Linked DNA regions of Rattus norvegicus: all the other regions are linked to region 2. A link is a contact called in public Hi-C data. All regions are on one chromosome and are shown on one strand. The core of a region is the stretch at or near the end of the contact, and the rest is flanking DNA. Distances in the headings are between cores, read along the strand shown.

Region 1 (3,806 bases), core at 598-3,097, 220 kb before region 2:
ATTCCAAGTTTTGCTGGGAGTATGCATGGGACGGGGGATGGGGGAGGTGGGGAGTGATGCCTAAGAGGTAGATGCTTATAGGGCCTTAACTTCTGAACAGCTCATTTGGAATCATGGGTTTTAAGCATCAGAGAGACATTGGAGTGGCTCGAGGGTGAAGAAAGAGTTCCCTGGTACTGTCTACCCAGCCTCATGTTTGGGAGCCGAGAGCAAGATGGCACTGTCCATAGCGGCTGTCTATTTAAGACACCTCCCACAGACACTCTTAGGATATAGCTTGTCAGGATGGATGTCCCTGAAGGTCAATGCTGGCACCTCAGCCATCTTTAGCATACATTTGCTGGGGCTGTCCTTCAAAGTTCCCTAAGCTCCTCCTCTGCAGATCCAAGAGCAGGCAATCAGGCAAGTTGGTGGAGAGAGGCCATTAGGAATGAAACATTGTGAACATTCAGGAGGGGTCAGGAAGGACTGTGGTACTTCCCTAAGTGGGAAAGGACAACAACTCTCATGAATGTCAGGCAGCCTGGACCCTGCCTTGGAGAAGAGACACATTCCATAAACTCTAACTCTAAACATGTTGTCTCCAGGGACTCGTGTGTGTGTGTGTGTGTGTGTGTGTGTGTGTATGTGTGTGTGTGCACGTGTGCGTGCATGTGCACTTTAAAAAACTGGCAGAAGGTTTAGGATTTCCGGAAACTGTCAGCTGTCCCCAGCAAAACATCCAGTGCCAGCTGAGTGGCTGAGCTCCCTTCACGCAGTAACCACTTTCCATAACCACCAAAGTTCTCTCAGACATATCTAATCCATCTCTCTGAGTGACATGTTTGTCATGTCCATACTGCATTTCAAAATGTTTCTATTGCTTCAGGCTAGCCACTAAATGAGGGAAGTTGGGTAGTCATCTCAGCAGCCCTCCCCCAGCCCACCCCATGTAAGTGATGGTAGTGGAGTTGGCCCTGAAGAGACTCTCTTCTTCACACCCCCAGGCCCTGGGTCTGAAGACTCCTAGGCAGAAGCAAGGCTCTGGTCGATAGGTGAACTTCAATTGATTCCATGCTCTATGTTAAAGCTTTGTCTCAGATATGAATCCTGGTGTGATGGCTATTCCTGGCTGTCAACCTGACGATATCTGGAATGAACAACAATCCAGAATTGGGGGGGCACACCTGCAATCCAGATCTTGAGGCTGGGAGAGACAAGCCTCTGACCTAGTTCTTGGCATGGAGATCTTAAGGCATTAGTGACCATGAAAAGTTTAGGCCCAGGGAAGGTAGTACATGCCTTTAATCTCAGGAGATCTCTGAGTTCAAGGGCAGCCTGGGATAAAGCAAGTCCCAGATCCAGGCGTGGTGGTGCACACCTTTAATCTGAGCCACACCTTCTGCTGGAGACCTACATGAGGACATTGGAAGAAGGAAGATTCACTCTTCACCTGCTTGCACTTACCTGCCAGCACATCTGTTGGAACCTACTACTAGATTCTCGGGCTTCCCGTTCGCAATTGCTCATTGTTGAGTTAGTTGGACTACAGACTGTAAGTCATCACGATAAAGTCCCTCAGTATAGAGAGACATTCCATAAGTTCTGTGACTCTAGAGAACCCGACTAAGACACCCGGGAATCTGTGCAAACAAATAACAGATGCACAGCCTTACTGGCCACGCCCATCTTAAAAATCCTTAGCACTCTGGAAGCATCCATTTATGAAACGTCCACTCAGGGCATTCTTGATCCCTACTGTTAAATCCCTCATGGATGCATGAGCTATCAGATTGCTCACCGCTGGACAAGATGACACAGCGTGAAAGTCTTTAAACTTCCAAAGCTGATAGTGAGTGGAGAGAAACCAGAGAGGCCACAGCTATGTGCGTCTGGCACTCCCTTTCCGGGTTTTTATAGTATTAGCTGTGTAGTTCTGCAGCAACGGAAGCAAACTAGTGAAGTTAAAAATGGTGTTAGGTCAAATAGCAAGGTCAGGAAGCCGGAGGAAGGGAAACAATGGGGCTTGCAACTGAGTATGAGGTAGCCACACTAGGATAAGAGAAACAAGGCTGTTAGCAAAACAGCAAAGCTGTTCTTGGCAGGCTCCCACTGACCCTCACTAAGCCCCCATGAGGAAAATACACAGCAGCATGTCTTTACAACAGCAACAGACTAATTATCTGTAAGGGTGATTTCTAAAATGCCTCCACCTGGTCCGGGAAGGAGCTTCCCTTCAGATCACCCTGTGGACAAGGAGTAAATACAAGGTAGGTACCCCAGGAAAACTGCAGATACATTGGTAGCTTCAACAGGAGTTAGTTGCTAGTTCCCCGTGTCCAGAAAAGGCACTAGTCCAAGGTAAACTACCAGGTGGTCATGTAAAGGTGAGAACAAAGAAATCATGGTTTAATTAACATCTGTAATACCTAGCCAAGTTTCAGAGCCAGCAGGCTCTGCCAAGATCAAGGGCTAGCAAACTTAGCCAAGGTCAAGAAAAAAATGAAGGGCGAACATGACTTAGAATTAGTCCCTGTTAGGGTATCCAGCATATAATCATCACCTTGGTTAGGCCAAGGCAACATACAAAAAGTATGTAGGCCTACCATTGGCTCTGCCTATGATACACCTACAGAATTAACCAGAAATCACATCAATCTTTGCCCAGTTTCTGTCATGAGTCTTATTTAAAAACTCACAGGCAAGGAGCTTGGTGTCAACTTCCCCAGAAACCTTCCCAATATGGAAGCTTCAGTCTCTCCTGACTTATTCTTAATAAACCAGCTCCTGCCTGCTCACCACTCTGTTTCCACTCTTTTTGTTGTCTTTGTTTCTCGTCTACATAAAGTAACAAACTTGAGAGGCTCCATCGCTCTCAAAGATCTGCATGGTTCCAACCAGCAGTGGTGTCCTGGGCTGAGGTTTGGCATACCGTCCAAGAGATCTAAGCTAGTCATTGCCTCTCCACTCCAGAGACCTGTGCCTCCAGTTACTTCACTTCTCTGGGCCTCCATTTCTTCCATGTAAGCCAGAACGGATGGGACAGTGTGTGAGTATCCTTATCTTTTTCCAGTATGCACACGGCCGTGAGTATGAATAGACGGGGCCAGGATTCTGAACACAGCAGGAGACATCACAGTGGCCCTCTTATCTGTGGTCTCGTGTTCTGAGGTTTTAGCTGTTCACAGTCAGCAGAGGCATCGTCTCTTCTGACAAGTGGGATCAGGATCGATGAGAACAGAGAGTACACCACCACATAAATTTGTAACAGAATCTATTACTAGAAATATTTGATTTTCCTTTCACTATTGTGAACTTGTTTCTAAAGTATGCATTACATACAAACATTTAGAAAATCGTGCCATATACTGAATTTAGCATAGCCACGGTTTAAGGCACCCACAGGGAGGTTTTGGACCAACTCTACTGCTGATAATGGAGTTTTCTGTGCCCCAGTAGACTTGAAACTCATTTACGACACACTAGTTGGGGATCTCTAATAACGGATCAAACATAACTAAAACTCAAGGGGGCTTTTCCCCAATTAATCGTTATGAAGAATCCAAATGACTCACTTTCTGATCATGGCCAACCACTGAGACTCCTGTAAAAATTGTACCGTTACGTGTTTTATAAATACAACAGTAAAAGAGTTTGGGGTGTGGATCCTATGGGCATGCCGTAAATCTCAATGAAAGGCTGTAAGAACCCCATCTACCTCCAAGATGGTAGGCACTTGTAGGTTGCTCTCAAAAACAAAACAAAACAAACAACAACAAAAAAAAAAACCCTAAAACTAAATGACTTTTATCAAATTATCAGAATGG
Region 2 (3,593 bases), core at 868-3,367:
TCACACAGGGCAGAGTATCTACTTGCTCAATAATTTTGGGCAGCCCTTCCCTACCCTGAACTTCCAAAAGCATCTATACAGTTCACTCAAGTGCCTTTACTGCCCACCCACTGTGCACCATCCAACAAGTTTGTTGGCCAGGACATCCTGCATCAGCAGGGGTTGAAAACGGAAACCGCCTTTCATCATACCGTTGATGAATATACCAGCTACTCTAATAACAGGAAACTGTCTGCAGTCACGGCTGGCTCTGTTTGACAAGAGTCTCAAGGGGTTCTGAGCAGCTGCTAAATATTGAGAACATAAATTACGTTGAATGTACTAAAGATGCCACCTCTGTGGACCCCTTCCAACAGTTAATAGCTATTACCAAATTATTTGCCCCATTGCCTTTAGGTTTTTGTGGGTATGACTTCCAGAAAATGAAGTATCGTTGCTCTCAAATAATGGCAATACGCCAGACAATACTTGGCAAAGACAAAGGTCCCTACAGTGGTCATGTCAGCCCCCACATATCGTGGTTTGCGGGCTCCACTCCGTCACTGTGCACCCAAAGCCATAAAGTGGTCAGCCGACGCAGGTCCCCAAAGCCCTGATAATTTCAGTCACCGCCATGGGCACGTGGGTAAAACAATTCTTGAGGTCCTTACCCAGAGATGCTGGTATTGTCTCCAGGGGAGAAATGATCACAGGGATGGGTTCTGTGGTTATTCCTGAGAAGGTTGAAAGGAAAAGAGATTGCATTAGGCGGGAAGCCTTGGTTTCCAGTAGAGATGCAGATTTCCTTCTTTAGCTAATTAAGTGGCCCTTCCCCGTGCGAGCAGACATTGTGAGAATCAGCCTTTGTCTGGCAAAGGAAATGGGCTCCCCATGAAAGTGAGCATCTTAAGCCAATGCTTTCCCGGCAGAGACATTACTGGAAGAGGCCACAGTTACACATTCCTCTGGCAGATGGTCTTTGTTATCTGCTCGGTGATGAACAATTAGCTACTCCTCCCCCAGGCTTCCTGAATGCATACTGATGATAGCCACTGGATGGGTTTTGCCTAAAGGTTTTGCCCTCCCTCAAGACTAGCCATTTCTTCATGAGCAGGCATGGGGGTTGGAAAATGGGTTAGAAAGTCGTCTGTGTATAAGGCTAATCCCACACTGGGTACTAAATTCAGTGACATACCTTGGTCACTGATATCTTATTAACTAAGGTGGTAAACTCTTTTCCGAGGCTGGAGTGGACCTCCGAGGGATTCGAACAACCTGGAGGAAACTGGGCACCTGAAGTGGAGCAAAAGGGCCATCTGGAGAGATGGGAGTGGAGGGCTGGGAGCCATCCCTCCACTGGCCTCACGGTTCTCGGTTTTGCTTACTAAAGAGCGCTTAAATTACCATATGACATAAGCACCAGATGAGAGGACAGTGTAGCTTAAGGAACAGGTGGCTTCTCCACTGTGAAAGTGGCATCGCTGCCTCTAACAAGGCTGGGACAATCAAGGGAGAAAGATCAGCATCACAAATAGGACAACGCAGTGGTTCTCCAACTCCAGGGTGTGCCTGTATGGCCTTAAGGGTGAAGGGCTTGGGAAATATAGATTATAGCACTTCAAGCTCCCAAGATCCTGTTTATCAGATGTACGTAGGACCTTAGATTCTCCTGTGTGGGTGCTACTCAGAGTCTGGGGGCAGGGAAGAGGGGGCAGTACACTCAAACTTCGCACGCATGTGAGAAGCACTCAGATTCTCCCTGTGTGAGCATCACTTGGATTGTGTGTGTGAGGAGTACTCAGGTAACTCTGCTGCGTCTGGTTCAGGACCCCCCATTCTTATATCTTGTGCGCAACTCATCAAATTTTATTTGATTTATTGATTGATTTTTTTTACTTACTTTATCTCCTGCTCACTGACCCCTCCTCCAAGTCATAATCCCTCCCACAATCCCTCCCTTTCACCCCTCTCCTTCTCCTCTGAGCGAGTGGGCACCCCATCCCGGGTATCCCCCAACCCTGGGGCTTCAAGTCTCTGCAAAGCTAGGTGCTTCCTCTCACACTGAAGCCAGACAAGGCAGCCCATTTAAGATCCACGGTGTGGCCCCAGTTTCAGAACTCGGTACAATACGCGGGTCTGCCGCCCCCTAGCGTTTCTGTGCAGTGTCACACAGACAAGTAGTGAGGCCCGCTCTCAGGCACCACCCCGAACTGAGCAAGAAGATGTCTTGTTCTCTTCTCACAGGACAGGATAACAAGTATACCCCAGAGGCTTCAATTCAGGCAGGATAATGACACAAATGAGCCTCTGGGGCTCACATATTTTATTCTACTCTCCTTTCACCTCGCTTCCTCTCTGGCATGTAAGAGCTGAGGGGTAGACATTAAACGACTGTTCAATGCTAGCCAGCCCTGTCTATCACGTTCTTTTCAAGTATAATCCGTCAGGTTTTCAAAATCTGAATTACTCTAAAACCTCACTTGTTCAGCAGCAATATAATGCTGTGCATGGAAAATTCCATACCATAAAACTCTGTTTTGATGCACAGAATTAATTAAAATACTGTGATAGTCGACCTGGTGGCATTCATGAGTGACTACAGCATGGAAAAGCTACAATAGGTTCTCTGATTAGAAGCCAGCTCATAGCCACTGGACCACATAGACGTTCTAAGTATAGCCAAAAACCCTGTCTCCAAAAATTAATTAATTAAATATTACATCAAACGGTTTTTGGGTTTTGTGTAATATATGAATAAAATATATGAAGCCTAAACTGATTTCAAGTTTAAACTTATGCCTATCCCCAAGATCTTACTATGCTGGTGAAAATATACGAATTCTTGAAAAAAAAATCCAGATTTTGAAGGTTTCTGTTAAGCTCTCAAGCAGGTAGTGGTCAGCCTGTACACAGGGCATCTGGATACAGCTTCAATGACCAACAGCCAGGGCACTCTGCACAGGCTATGCCAATGCTCAGCGCTCTGGTCGAAACCCCAGAAAAACAGTGGTTCTCACCCTTCCTGAAGCTGCCACCCTTTAATGCAGTTACTCAGGTTGTTATTTTATGTCAGCCACAAAGTTAGTGAGTTGCTACTTTATAACTATAATTTGCTACTGTTAAGAATTGTATTGGAAAGACCTGACACCTAGGATAGGTGACATCCTTCCCCCACCAAAAGGGGTCATGACCTACAAGTTGAGAACCACTGCAGTAAGCTCTCCCTGCTTCTGGCAAGAGCGTCCTGACCAGCTCGCGGTGCTCAAACCTTCCATTTCCCGGGACCCCTTGGTGTTGCTCCCTCTAGTGGTGAGTTTTAGCCTTGCACCCTTCAAATGCCTACTTTAATCCCTTTCCTGCCCAAGAATTCTCCTTCTCTTAGAACTTCCTGCTGTATATTTCTTAAAGTATCTTGTCCGTGTTTTAGTAACATTTAGAATAGTTGGCATACATTTTGTTTTTCTTCTTTTTCCTTCATGCCAAAGACGTTCGAGGGTTTCTAGGTGGTCCTGAATTTTCTACCATGTTGCTTCTAGAACCAGGCAAGTCAGGTACCTCAGTGTTGAGTATTTACCTTTGACCCGGAGTTCAATATTCCTAGTGATGTTGTATTC
Region 3 (3,780 bases), core at 715-3,214, 150 kb before region 2:
CAGTTTCCAGCTGTGCACTCGAGAACACGGTCTTCAGAGTTTGAAGTCATTGACAGTCAGTTCCAGCTCTGTCATGTGTCCCCTATGGGCTGTACCCTGGGCAGGTTACTTATCCCCTCTTACGTTCTCCTTATTCGCGTAAAGGTAGGAATGACGGAGGGGGAGACAGTGACTTCCGTACAACGGAGAATAGTGAAGACGGAATGCACCCCCTCCCACTCAAACAAACCGCGTGGACAGCCGTAGGATGCAAGGCTGTTCACGGCCTGACATACATAATACTGTCTTCCATTTGCTCGAGATGCTCAAAGAGATGTAAGAGATAGTCAACAGAGACATAAAATGATTAAAAAGAAAAAGTCTTCTAGTGACAAAAAAAGAAATGTGTCGCCAAGTTGAAGATACACTGGGAAGAGAAATTAAGAAAACCTGAAGACATGACATTAGAAAATATCTGAGACTCAGTGACAGCTAAAGCAGCTGGGACATGATGACTATGAGTTGCTAGGGGAGTGTGGGAACACAGAAGTCGTGTTTGAAATACATGCTGAAATTCCTCGAGATGTTATAATGAGCCTGAGCCCAAAAAACACCAGGAACACCAAGAAAGGGAAAAGGGGACTCACACCAACTGTCTAAAACAAAATTATCAACACCAGAGACAGAAAGAAAATCTTAAGTAGCCAGAGATATTCTATTTTAAAAATGTATCTGTTTACTTTGGTTTTTTTTTTTTCAAGACACAGTTTCTGTGTGTAGTCTTGGTTATCTTAGAACTCACTTTGTAGACCAGGCTGGCCCCAAACTTATAGAGATCAACCTGCCTCAGCCTCCAAAGCACTGGGATTAAACGCACCTGCCACCATCACCTGGCTGCTTTTTCATTTTTAAGTAACAATAGTTAACAAACAAAACCAAAAGGGCTACAACCATCCTTCTAGGGAGTAAAGCTATTATCCAGCTGTAATTCCAGTGAAAATGCCTTTCAAAATCACAGAGAGGATTTTAAAAGCTCTAAGAACCCCTTCTCAGGGGACCTGTACTCTCTATAAATAGTCAAAGAATTCCTTCACAAAGAAGAAAACAGTACCAGACAAAAATGCCCTGTTAAATATTTCATTCACAGTGAAACTTCACAGTGGCAGGTACTTAGCATATGATGGGGGAAATTTTAATCTTCAAACCTTAACATCCAACCTCTGGCCCTCAAAGGGTCATGACTGTTTACATCGCAAACTGCTTTTAGCCCATCTGTAAGAATCTGTACAAGAAGGTCCTTAAAGTTTTAACTGTGCTCAGAACTCTAAGGCCATGTCTCTACTGAGGCTCAAGACTCTCTCTTACTATGGGCACCTGTACAATAACAAAAAACGTTATCTTACTCACAGTGGGCTGGGCATATCAAAAAATAATCAGGAAAACTTACCACAGGGTCCAGTTTCTCTAAATGATCTCTCAGGGCTGCCTACGGGGCTCCCAAGCCTGTTACAGCATCTGTATACTCGGGAATTCCTTTGGAAACTTACATTTTTATATCATGAATGCTGGCATGGTATGGCTGACACTAGGGTCTGCTGCTAGCTTCAATGTTAACTGTACCTCCTTGAACCACTGCTGCATGGCCTCTGAGTGCCTGGGGAGACACACTTAAGAGAAACAGTGCTTTTTCCTTGGGCAAGTGGCCCTTGGTAATGAGGTGGGCATCCCAGAGATGCACTCATACCCTTGACACGAACTTGTAAAACACTCAACTTCTTCTAAAAGGCACCAATATCTTCGGACACCACATCTCTTTAGCTTCAGCTTTCATCTGGCTTTTTCTGACCAATGGCAAGTCTGTAACTCCTCCGCTCTGCAGCGAGACCCCTAACCTCACTCTAAACCTGACAGAACACAGCCAATAACAACCATGCTGCAGTCTGAATGCTGGACGGCCTTGATCCCCTCCGTAAAATCACCAGTCAGCTCTAAATTCAGCTCACACATAGTTTCCAGACACGGACAACACCAGACAAGTTCTTTGCCAGAAGGTGGTATCTCGTAATGGCCTCTGAATCAACAGAGAACTATCTTAAATTTTCACATTCCTACTGGCATTCCAGTCCGAGCTCCCACCAGAATCACAAAGAAGTTTCTGATTGCAAAATTCCAGCTCTTTCTGACTAAAATCTCTCTTTTTCCCTTAAATTCCTCAAAAATTTTGTTTCTTTTTTCCCCCCCAAAGATGGTTACATTTGTCACAGCAGTAGGGTCACTTCTCTGGTACTAACTTTCTTTATCAGTCTTTTTTTTGCTCATTGCTGTGACTGAAACAACTAATGAGCACTTTAAACGAATGAGTCTAAACGAGTAAGTTTCAGCTTTTGGTTTGAAACCCTCAGTGGCCAGCTCAGCTGTTTCAGAATCCACACAGGGGGCAGAGCACCCATGTGGTAGGAGCGATCACCACCTGGCTGGCTGTGCACTAATTTGTAGCAGGAGTAAAGCTGGGTGTGGGGGTGAAAGGCTGATGGTGAGGGGTCTGGAAGCACAGCTCTGGGCCAGCCATCACACCAAAAGCAGGTCCTAGGAGGCAAACTGTCCACAAACCCTAGAAATTACTAGGCCTTGCGGGCACAGCCATCCTGGGTGTGAACGGCTCCGGAAAATGGTAAGCTAGTATACCATTTAGAAAATACCAAACTCAATTAATCCAGCAGCAGAGTAAGTCGGTAGTAAATAATACCTGGGAAGAAAACGTTGAAATAAAAAGAGAAGAATAAAGAAAAATGAAAGATTCCAGAAGATATACATCTTTCATAAAAATTAATAAAGATCTAAAACAAAACAAGATCTGAGAGGGTAAGTAAATCTCTAATCAGGAGAAAAAAGAAGTCTCGAAGGTATCTTAGAAAGGTAAGAGGAGTATTATGTTCAGCCTTACTGTAATAAATCCAACATTATAAATAAAATGGCTAAGATTTTTGAAAGACAGAACCTATTGAAACTTCCCCAAGGGGAAACAGATAGCCTAAACTGTCCTGTGCCTTCTAAGAGAACTTGTTGTAAAAGATCCTAAAAGAGAACATTTCAAGTCTGGATAGCTTCACCTTCATGTCCTTCCAGATGTCAAAGACATGACTGTCAGTTTTGAGCAAATCCTCCCAAATATTAAGGAGACCGTGATGCCTCCAGACTCAGTGTGATATCAGTGTCACATGTTACCCAAACCAATCGCGTTACGACAAAACTACAAACCAAACTCTTATAAATACAGGTGTGTGTCTTTCAGATATTTTACATAATTGAATCCTATAGAATATAAAAGATATGTATTGTAAATTTATATTTGAAAAACATTAAAGCTTTAAATATTCCCTATATGCTAAGAGATTTATTTAAATGATACGAAAATCTCAACAGATGAAAAAAGAGGCATTTAATTAAAATTCTGTAAAACTCTCAGCAAACTGTGGTTTTTGGAAACCAACACTACAGTGGTACCAAAAGGTATTAAAAACTGAGGTTAAATATATAAAATCAAATTATAGACTGAAAATCGGAAAATTTCGCCTCAGTAAGTCACAAACAAGTGGATAAACCCTGTGTGTGTAAAACAGAAGAACTGCTCTTGTTAAGCTGTTTCTGCTCCAAACATATTTATATTCAATATAATCCCAATCAAAATATGATCAGGACATTTCATACAAATTGACAAACAAGGCATTTGGTTTCTTATCTCTGAGCACCACAAAACTCAATACTAAAATCTTATAAACCTGTAAAGCTTTATAAAGTTAC

What was found. Hi-C and Micro-C count contacts between places; a contact is called where the count stands out from the background.
Region 1: a contact with region 2 is called in a Hi-C map of the A7r5 cell line, with 10 times the contacts expected there. The contact joins two enhancer-like sites. A contact is called at or near these places in 10 of 12 Hi-C or Micro-C datasets (the A7r5 cell line, Schwann cells, frontal cortex and 6 more) and 1 of 1 datasets of contacts at active chromatin or transcription factors (oligodendrocytes).
Region 3: a Hi-C map of the A7r5 cell line shows a contact between it and region 2, with 7 times the contacts expected there. The contact joins two enhancer-like sites. A contact is called at or near these places in 9 of 12 Hi-C or Micro-C datasets (the A7r5 cell line, the Rat2 cell line, Schwann cells and 4 more).

The regions. Positions count from the first base shown.
Region 1 is chr9:50,134,417-50,138,222 of GRCr8, reverse strand. No RefSeq gene overlaps it. Among named protein-coding and RNA genes, the nearest start is that of Il1rl1, 36 kb to the left of the region's middle. Within about 2 kb of position 1,847, at least 7 of the 93 cell types and tissues checked have an H3K27ac peak or open chromatin away from gene starts, as enhancers often do. A contact at or near this core is called in the A7r5 cell line, where this site is marked.
Region 2 is chr9:49,910,270-49,913,862 of GRCr8, reverse strand. It overlaps Il1r2 (interleukin 1 receptor type 2), which reads right to left. Exons shown (of 9, transcript NM_053953.2): 5 at 3,554-3,593; 6 at 651-713. Among named protein-coding and RNA genes, the nearest start is that of Il1r2, 32 kb to the right of the region's middle. Within about 2 kb of position 2,117, at least 15 of the 93 cell types and tissues checked have an H3K27ac peak or open chromatin away from gene starts, as enhancers often do. A contact at or near this core is called in the A7r5 cell line, where this site is marked.
Region 3 is chr9:50,057,260-50,061,039 of GRCr8, reverse strand. All of the region lies in intron 3 of Il1r1 (interleukin 1 receptor type 1), which reads right to left. Among named protein-coding and RNA genes, the nearest start is that of Il1r1, 25 kb to the right of the region's middle. Within about 2 kb of position 1,964, at least 8 of the 93 cell types and tissues checked have an H3K27ac peak or open chromatin away from gene starts, as enhancers often do. A contact at or near this core is called in the A7r5 cell line, where this site is marked.